Linked DNA regions of Oryctolagus cuniculus: region 1 is linked to region 2. Evidence: chromatin contacts called from public Hi-C data. All regions are on one chromosome and are shown on one strand. The core of a region is the stretch at or near the end of the contact, and the rest is flanking DNA. Distances in the headings are between cores, read along the strand shown. Region 1 has its middle 11 kb from the start of MAF. Region 2 overlaps WWOX (WW domain containing oxidoreductase).

Evidence for each region. A called contact is a pair of places that touch in the nucleus more often than the background predicts.
Region 1: a contact with region 2 is called in a Hi-C map of an unstated tissue, with 2.0 times the contacts expected there. The contact joins two enhancer-like sites. A contact is called at or near these places in 2 of 6 Hi-C or Micro-C datasets (psoas muscle and an unstated tissue).

Annotation. Positions count from the first base shown.
Region 1 is chr18:61,822,299-61,825,956 of mOryCun1.1, reverse strand. No RefSeq gene overlaps it. Among named protein-coding and RNA genes, the nearest start is that of MAF, 11 kb to the right of the region's middle. Within about 2 kb of position 1,991, at least 1 of the 8 cell types and tissues checked has an H3K27ac peak or open chromatin away from gene starts, as enhancers often do.
Region 2 is chr18:61,096,287-61,099,823 of mOryCun1.1, reverse strand. The region is part of intron 8 of WWOX (WW domain containing oxidoreductase); the gene reads right to left. Among named protein-coding and RNA genes, the nearest start is that of WWOX, 650 kb to the right of the region's middle. Within about 2 kb of position 1,478, at least 1 of the 8 cell types and tissues checked has an H3K27ac peak or open chromatin away from gene starts, as enhancers often do.

The DNA of each region.
Region 1 (3,658 bases), core at 742-3,241, 730 kb before region 2:
CTGACACCATTCCTCACACTCTCCACCACGTCTCACTCTCCATACCCGCAAGAGAGCAGCATGAGCACACTTCTAAGCCCTGGCAGTTGTCCCTGTATCCGCAGTCCTGCCCTGCCTTTGGGATAGTGTGCCTTCTCTTTCCCCCAACGTCTGGTTGCATGACATAAGAGTTTTCTGGTAAAATCTACCTAGACAAGAATTTTGCAATCATGGGTGGCTTCATGCATCAATGAGGCACAAGGGCTGCTTTGAAAATCATTGCTACTTTTTTTAAAATTTTTAATTTTTTTTGACAGGTAGAGTTATAGACAGTGAGAGAGAGACAGAGAGAAAGGTCCTCCTTCTGTTGGTTCACTCCCCAAATGGCTGCTACGGCCAGTGCTGCACCGATCTGAAGCCAGGAGCCAGGTGCTTCTCCCTGGTCTCCCATGTGGGTGCAGGAGCCCAAGCACCCAGGCCATCGTCCACTGCCCTCCCGGGCCACAGCAGAGAACTGGACTAGAAGAGGAGCAACCTGGACTAGGACTGGTGCCCATATGGGATGCCGGCGTTGCAGGCGGAGCATTAGCCAAGTGAGGCACAGCACCGGCCCTGAAAATCATTGCTACTTTAAGAAATGTTTCTGAAAATTCTACCATTCGCAGGATGAAACTCCAGAGTGGGGTTAAGGGACCCTTCCTCCCTCCTGGACTTTCACGACACGGTCTGGAGAAGAGAAATCCCAATTCCTTGCCCACGTGACTCTCCCCAACAGGAGCCTCACCAAGAGAGGCTCACTCCTGTTGCGGGTGAGGCCTCAGGCCACAAAAGCTGGTGATGAGTCCAGGATTCTCAAATGCATTCACTTCCAAGGACCCATATTTACAGACAAATGATGCAAAGGAACCAAACTGAGGCCATCACATCGACGTCTGGTGTCCATGCCTGATCTTGCCCAGAAACCTTTGCTCTCTGTAAACAGGTTTCTGTTTGGATCACATGAGCAGGTGATATTTTAAGGAACCACAAAGCCACCATGACCTCTGGGGCGTCACAATCCTACGCAGAAGAAAAGTTCCTGGAAAATTGTATTTTCTCTGTGTCTCAAGATGCTTTTCTCTCCCTCCTCACCAAAACCGTTGTAGAAAATCTTCTGGATGTCCTGCTCTCTCTCTCTGTGATAGAATCTGAATCCCTTCCACGGCCATTCGGAAAGGGCCACCCAGGAGCCAGGCGCGGGACTGCGTTAGCTTGAACCAGGACACAGAGATGAGACAGAAGGCCCCTGCTTCAAGACACTCCCAGAATCCTGAGAAAAATCAACCGGCAAAAAGACAATCGCAAGGATTTCACACGAAACCTTTCTGGTGGAGATGCTCTGTATCCTGATTGTGGCGGTCGTAGGAATTCACAGGTGTGATAAGATTACGTGGGATGAAATACGCACACACACATAAGTGAAGGTAAGACTACTGGGACCTGTATAAAGTGAGTGGATTCTAACAATATCAGTTTCCTGGTTGTGCTATCACACCCTTGTGATGCAAGACGTCAGCCTTGAGAGAGGCTGGTGAAGGGTACACAGGATTTGTCTGTATTATTCATTACACATGCGTGTGACTCTACAAAATGTTCTGAAAAACTGAAAGTGTGCACATAATTGCACTGGAAGTCACACATGCCGTGTCTGAGGGCCTGGGAACACAGTGGAGATTCACCAGCAGGGTGGAGTAGGGAGAAGCACTCCAAGGTCTCCTAAGAGAAGGCGGAGAGGCTCAGAGGTCAACACAAGTTAGCCAGGGTGCAGCGGCTGAGAGAAGTGCAGAGCCACAGGCGCCATGGCTGGGAGACAGCGTGGCCCTCAGGGGCAAGTGAGAGGCAGGGTGTGGGCAGCTCCCGCTGCCGTCGCTCCTAGCCACTCCTCCCACCACTGCGTTACAACTCTGAGTAAGATCCACTTCTTTTCTCCCTAGAACAAGGTCTGTTTCAAACTGTCACAGTCCTCCCTTCTCCCCCTCCCTTTTGTAGATCATTTATTTGTTGAAGAAACTAGAACGTTTGTTTAGAGAATGCCTCAAACTCTGGATTGGAACCCCTGTTTCGTCACGGAATTAGTCTCGTGCCTCTAGCTCGTGCATTCCCTGTGAACTGGTACCAGCCTTATTGTCAGCACCACCACCACCATCATCAGTACTCTCAAATCATTCCAGTGCTACCGAAAAGGTAAAAATGCAGGCGTCAAACGCAAGCCTCTACAAGCCGAATTCTTCTTTCAAGTAACTTCAGACTGAGCCTTTCCCCCTGTGACATAGGAAACAGACAGCAGCGTCATGTTGGAGCTTGAGTTGGAGAAGCTCCTCCAATACAAAGAAAATGCACAGACTTGTGCAGTGGCCAAGAGAGACTGGCACTGAGCTGCTGTCTGCTCGGGGAGTTCTGGGAACAGGGCTTTCTGAGGGTAAATTCCAACAAAGCTGGTGGATGCTGTGTTAATGACTAGACTCTTAGTCACCTCAAGGGAACCGAATGCGCACCGAGATTACACCAGGATAGTGGAGGGAGGGAGATATTAGCAATTCTGATTACAGATGGGAACGTGATGTCAGGGGCGTTGGTTTTTTTTTTTTTTTTTAATAATTGCTGTTATGCTTTGATTAAATGCCTCCCAGAATACTGGGCTGCAAACGGAGAGGCAGGAGTGAAGTGAGGAAACTCAGGGTTGCGTTCCTTCGTATCTGCGTCTTGAGAAAGAAGAGGCAGGCATATGCTTCATCATTAAATAAAACACAAAACCCTCCGTTGCTCTGCTCCCTCGTGCACTGTCACACTTGCAAGCAGCCTGCCAACAGACCAATGCGTATTTACGTGGAGCAAATACCAGTGTCCAAAGAGTTAAAGAAATTCCCGAAAGCATCAAGAAAGGCGAATAAAGAGATCAAGTTCAAACTCTCATAATCTGCATTTGCCACCTGACTTTATCTCTACCTGTCTGTAACTGATTTGCTCTGAGCTTCCCAAGGAGGGAGTCCAGTGCGGTAGTTCCAGGGACACAATGCAGCTTCCTACTGGCACTGGGAGCTGCAGTCACAGGTCAAGAAATCCTGGCTCTCCTGCTCTTTGCCCCAACTTCCTCCTTTAATCATTTGCTTTGCTTATGGGGCTGAAGCTAACGTAGGCATTTGAGAATAACGATGCTGCCACGGCAGGACAAGACTGCTGGATCCAGGGATTCACACTGAGACTCGGTCAGCTGACACCTCCCTGAGCAGTGCCCATGATAGATGGCATCAGAATGGAGATGGAGATGAAGGGCCCGCTTGCCAACCAGCCACGTTGCGGTGTGATGCAATACGATGCTCCACTCCCATCTCGCACAATATGCCACGTGACAGCACGTCAAGACATTTGTGGAAAAATGGAATTAACAGGTAAGTTTATTTTTGTGCAAAACAACTTTGAAACCACGTATAGTTTTTACGCAATACACGTGTCGTGTGAACTTTTTAATTCAAGGGACGTGCACGTAAAGTGCTTGTAACCAACATAAACTAATCCTTTAACTCTGATTTCCATGAACTTTTTAAGTACCTTCACGTTATATGATACTATATTATACTTTATGATGGGATATGGTATGTTTACTTGGCTATTTACTTCCTGCCTGTCTCCCTCTTACCAT
Region 2 (3,537 bases), core at 229-2,728:
TTTTTTAAAAAAAGATTTACTTTCACTTATTTGACAGACAGAAGTTGCAGAGAGAGGAAGAGATAGAGAGGTCTTCCATCCACTGGTTCACTCCCCAAGTGAGAATACCATTTTCACAAGAAAATCTTAAATGCTTATGTGTTCTTAAAAAAAGAAAACCAGCAACCACCAATGTTTGACCAAGTATGCAAACCCAGATGGACAAGATGAAATAAGAGAGAGAGGAAGGACATGTTGAAATTGGGGTGGGGGTGGGAGAGACAGAAGACAGAGAAAGGGAGAGAATTTCTCTAAGCATCTCCCTTTGGGTTTTCCTTTCTCCTTGCAAAGCACACCCTGGCTGTGAACTCTGCTGAAATGAGATCGCAAAGGAAGAATAAATCCACACGAAGTTTTTGATGTTGCCTCCCCTTTTCCATAGAAAAGCAGTGTTGCAAACATTTCCTAATTTTATATAAGGGCCTCACGTAAGACGCAAATGCCAGGGACCATAATGAAGTGGAGGTAATCTGCACAATTTAAAAACACTTATTGTGACAAAATGGATTGAGGAGGTACAGGCGACACAAGCACACATAAATGAAATGCATCCCACCGGAAAAGCATTTGGCTCACATTGTCATTTACGGCTCCTGAATTAATAGACCAAGAAAGGCACCACCGGCCCCAACAAAATGCCGTAAAGCCACTGGCAGTGAGTGGTGTCTCAAACTTTAATTCCCCTGGGGAGAAAAGGACACTGCCTAATCTGTATTCAGTCCTGACATTGGCCGCATCTGATATGGAACATTAGCTTCTAAGTCTCTCAATAGACTAGTGTCCTTCAGTTTATATTACTTTATGTTAATAGTAGAAAAATTACACACAACATCATTTATCATTGTTATACTCTGCTATGCATCCCATAGCTTATTATAATATATTTATTTACCCCTGAGATGGTGAGAAATTAAAAATATATATGTTTCTAAAAAAACCTATAGGGAAAAGACTGCTGCAAATTTCTTAAGAAAAAAAAGCCAACTTCTCCCTTGGGGGTGAGGGGAACATAGCATGTGCCGAAGCTTATGAATGATAACACGCTTTCTGCCTAAGGACACGAGCATGGGCTCTCCAATAACTCCCAGGGCATAAGGATGTAAAAAAAAGTGGCATATTCATGATAATTTATTTTTTATTCCCTCATATCACCAGTTTTTGTTTTTTTTTTTTCCATTTGTGGGGTCCTTTGTTTCTGTTATTAGCTTTTTGACATTTGACCTTTGGCTAGAGAAAGGAAAGCTCCCCCACCCCCACCCCAGTCTTTCTTCTGAAAGGCACTGTCAATCTCAGCCTGGCTTCTACTCTTATTGACCCAGATTCCGGGAATACAGATGTAATCCAAGCTCAGATTACAAATGGTGATGGGTCGTCCCTGGGATGAGCGCTTCCACAGAGCAGTCTTGCTGGCACAATGCAGACTCCCTGCCATGGGTTCAAACCGGCCAGGCTGTGGTCTTCCTGATCCTTGTGCTCCAACCCAGCCCTCCCCTTCACTCCCTGTGCAAAATGGGCAGGCCACTCTGACACGCCGAGTTTCAGTTTCCTCAGAAACAAATGAGAAGGTCAGGTTCAATATGCCAAGATCCCTTACAGTCCCACAGTGATTTGTGGCCTGCAGATGTTTCTGTGTCACTCATTCCCTATCACAGTGCCAACGAGAAGGTGGATTTCCCCATTTTCCAGATGAGCAAATCCAAGGTCCCAGACTAGAAAAGTAGAGCCATCAGGTGACAGGGCCTCAGCCACCTTGCCCAGCACCCTCCCTGACTGCCTGTAGAGAATCATCGAGATCAGGCATTTGGTCAAATGAGCATAAGCAGGTACCTCTCGGGCCACCTTGTAAATCTGATTTTCATTTATTTATTTTTACACTTTGATACTTAAAGACAAAAACGCATACCTGTGTGATGCATAGCTAAGCAACATAATCCTCTAATTTTGTTATCTTATTCTCTGGTGGCTATCACCAAGATAATATCATCCCTTTTAGCAAGGGCTCTTTAGTTAAGCAATTGCTGTCACAGATTCTGCCACTTCATCCACACCCAAGGAGGCAGGCAAGGTAGACACTTTCCTCAACTCCAATGACAAAGAAACTTGGGGTCAAGGATTCAGTGAACCAACTGAACTCACACAGCAACGAATGGCTGGACACCGAGCTTGGAATTGAAGCAGAGTTCTGGCTCCTAGCCTAGGCAGGGCTCTTTCTAATATACAGCAATGATACTAACAAACAGATACACCTATGATAAATATGGATAATAACTTTTTCCAAAAGGCCAAATAAAACTAGTGTAACTTAAGACTGTGCAACTCCACAGCAACAATAAGCCACCAATACCAGATAGCAAGACAGAGGAGGCAATGTGTTCCTGAAATGTTTCCTTTTCCACTTGAAGGTATCACTAGACTGTGATTCCCAGGCTCTCTGTAGCTGTGTGCCATCATGTGACTGAGATCTGGCCAATCTAAGTAGGTGGAAGTCATCTCACTGCTCCTTGGTTTGGCCTATAAGATCTCCAAGGAGACTCATTTTTCTTCTTACTCTGTTTCATGTCTGGATTTTAAGGATCCTGCAGAAGACTTGGAGGCTCTGAGGGACAGCTAAGCCCAAGATATCAGCCTGGGTCCCTAAATCACAGCTCATCAGACTGGCTGCTGAATATGTCTACCTTGATGTTACTTGAACAAAGACACCAAGTTCAGTTCTGGGAGCTGTTTGTTATAGCAGTTGGCCAATCCTGATTAAAGGCTCCGGAAAGAAGACAAGGAGTGTTTCTAAATGTGATAGTTGGGGTGATATTCAGAATCATTCTCATTGCTGAACAAATTTACTACACACTCATACATGCTCTTTGAGCACACACTGCTAGGAACTGCCCAATAGGTCTTGGGATCTTTATGTATAATCACTCACAAAAGTTTCTTCGCCTTGTCTTACACACCATCTAATTTTCTTCTTCCAATATCTCATTTTGTTCACTTATTGAAACTTTTATTTCTCTTCCATTTGACAATGACAAAAATACTTAATATCATATCATATTTATCAGATCCTTACTATTAGCTGGCCACTCTATTAGATACTTTATATACAATGCCTCATTCTACTCTCAAACATATCATTCGATGTTACTAGTGTTCCCATTTTACAGATGTACACACTGACAGTCAAGAACATAACAAACTTGTATCTCAACTGAATTTCCAAAATCTGCCTTACATAGGTTGTATAAGTTTATTGAAGTAAAAAATGGAAATTAAGATACAGGCTTGAAAATTAGCGTTACATTGGTAAGAGAGGCATGGTGTTCCCTGATGGCATTTTCTCAGAAATCCGCATGAGAAACAATACCCTGTATTCCTCTTTAGAATCCAGCAAACTCCGCAGTGGCCCAAGCCCCAGGTTTGATGGAGAGGACGTGGTGAGCACTACACCCAGGGGAGGCTGAAGGACACTGCTGTACTCTGGTGGTGGATGTCAGAAGACAAGGG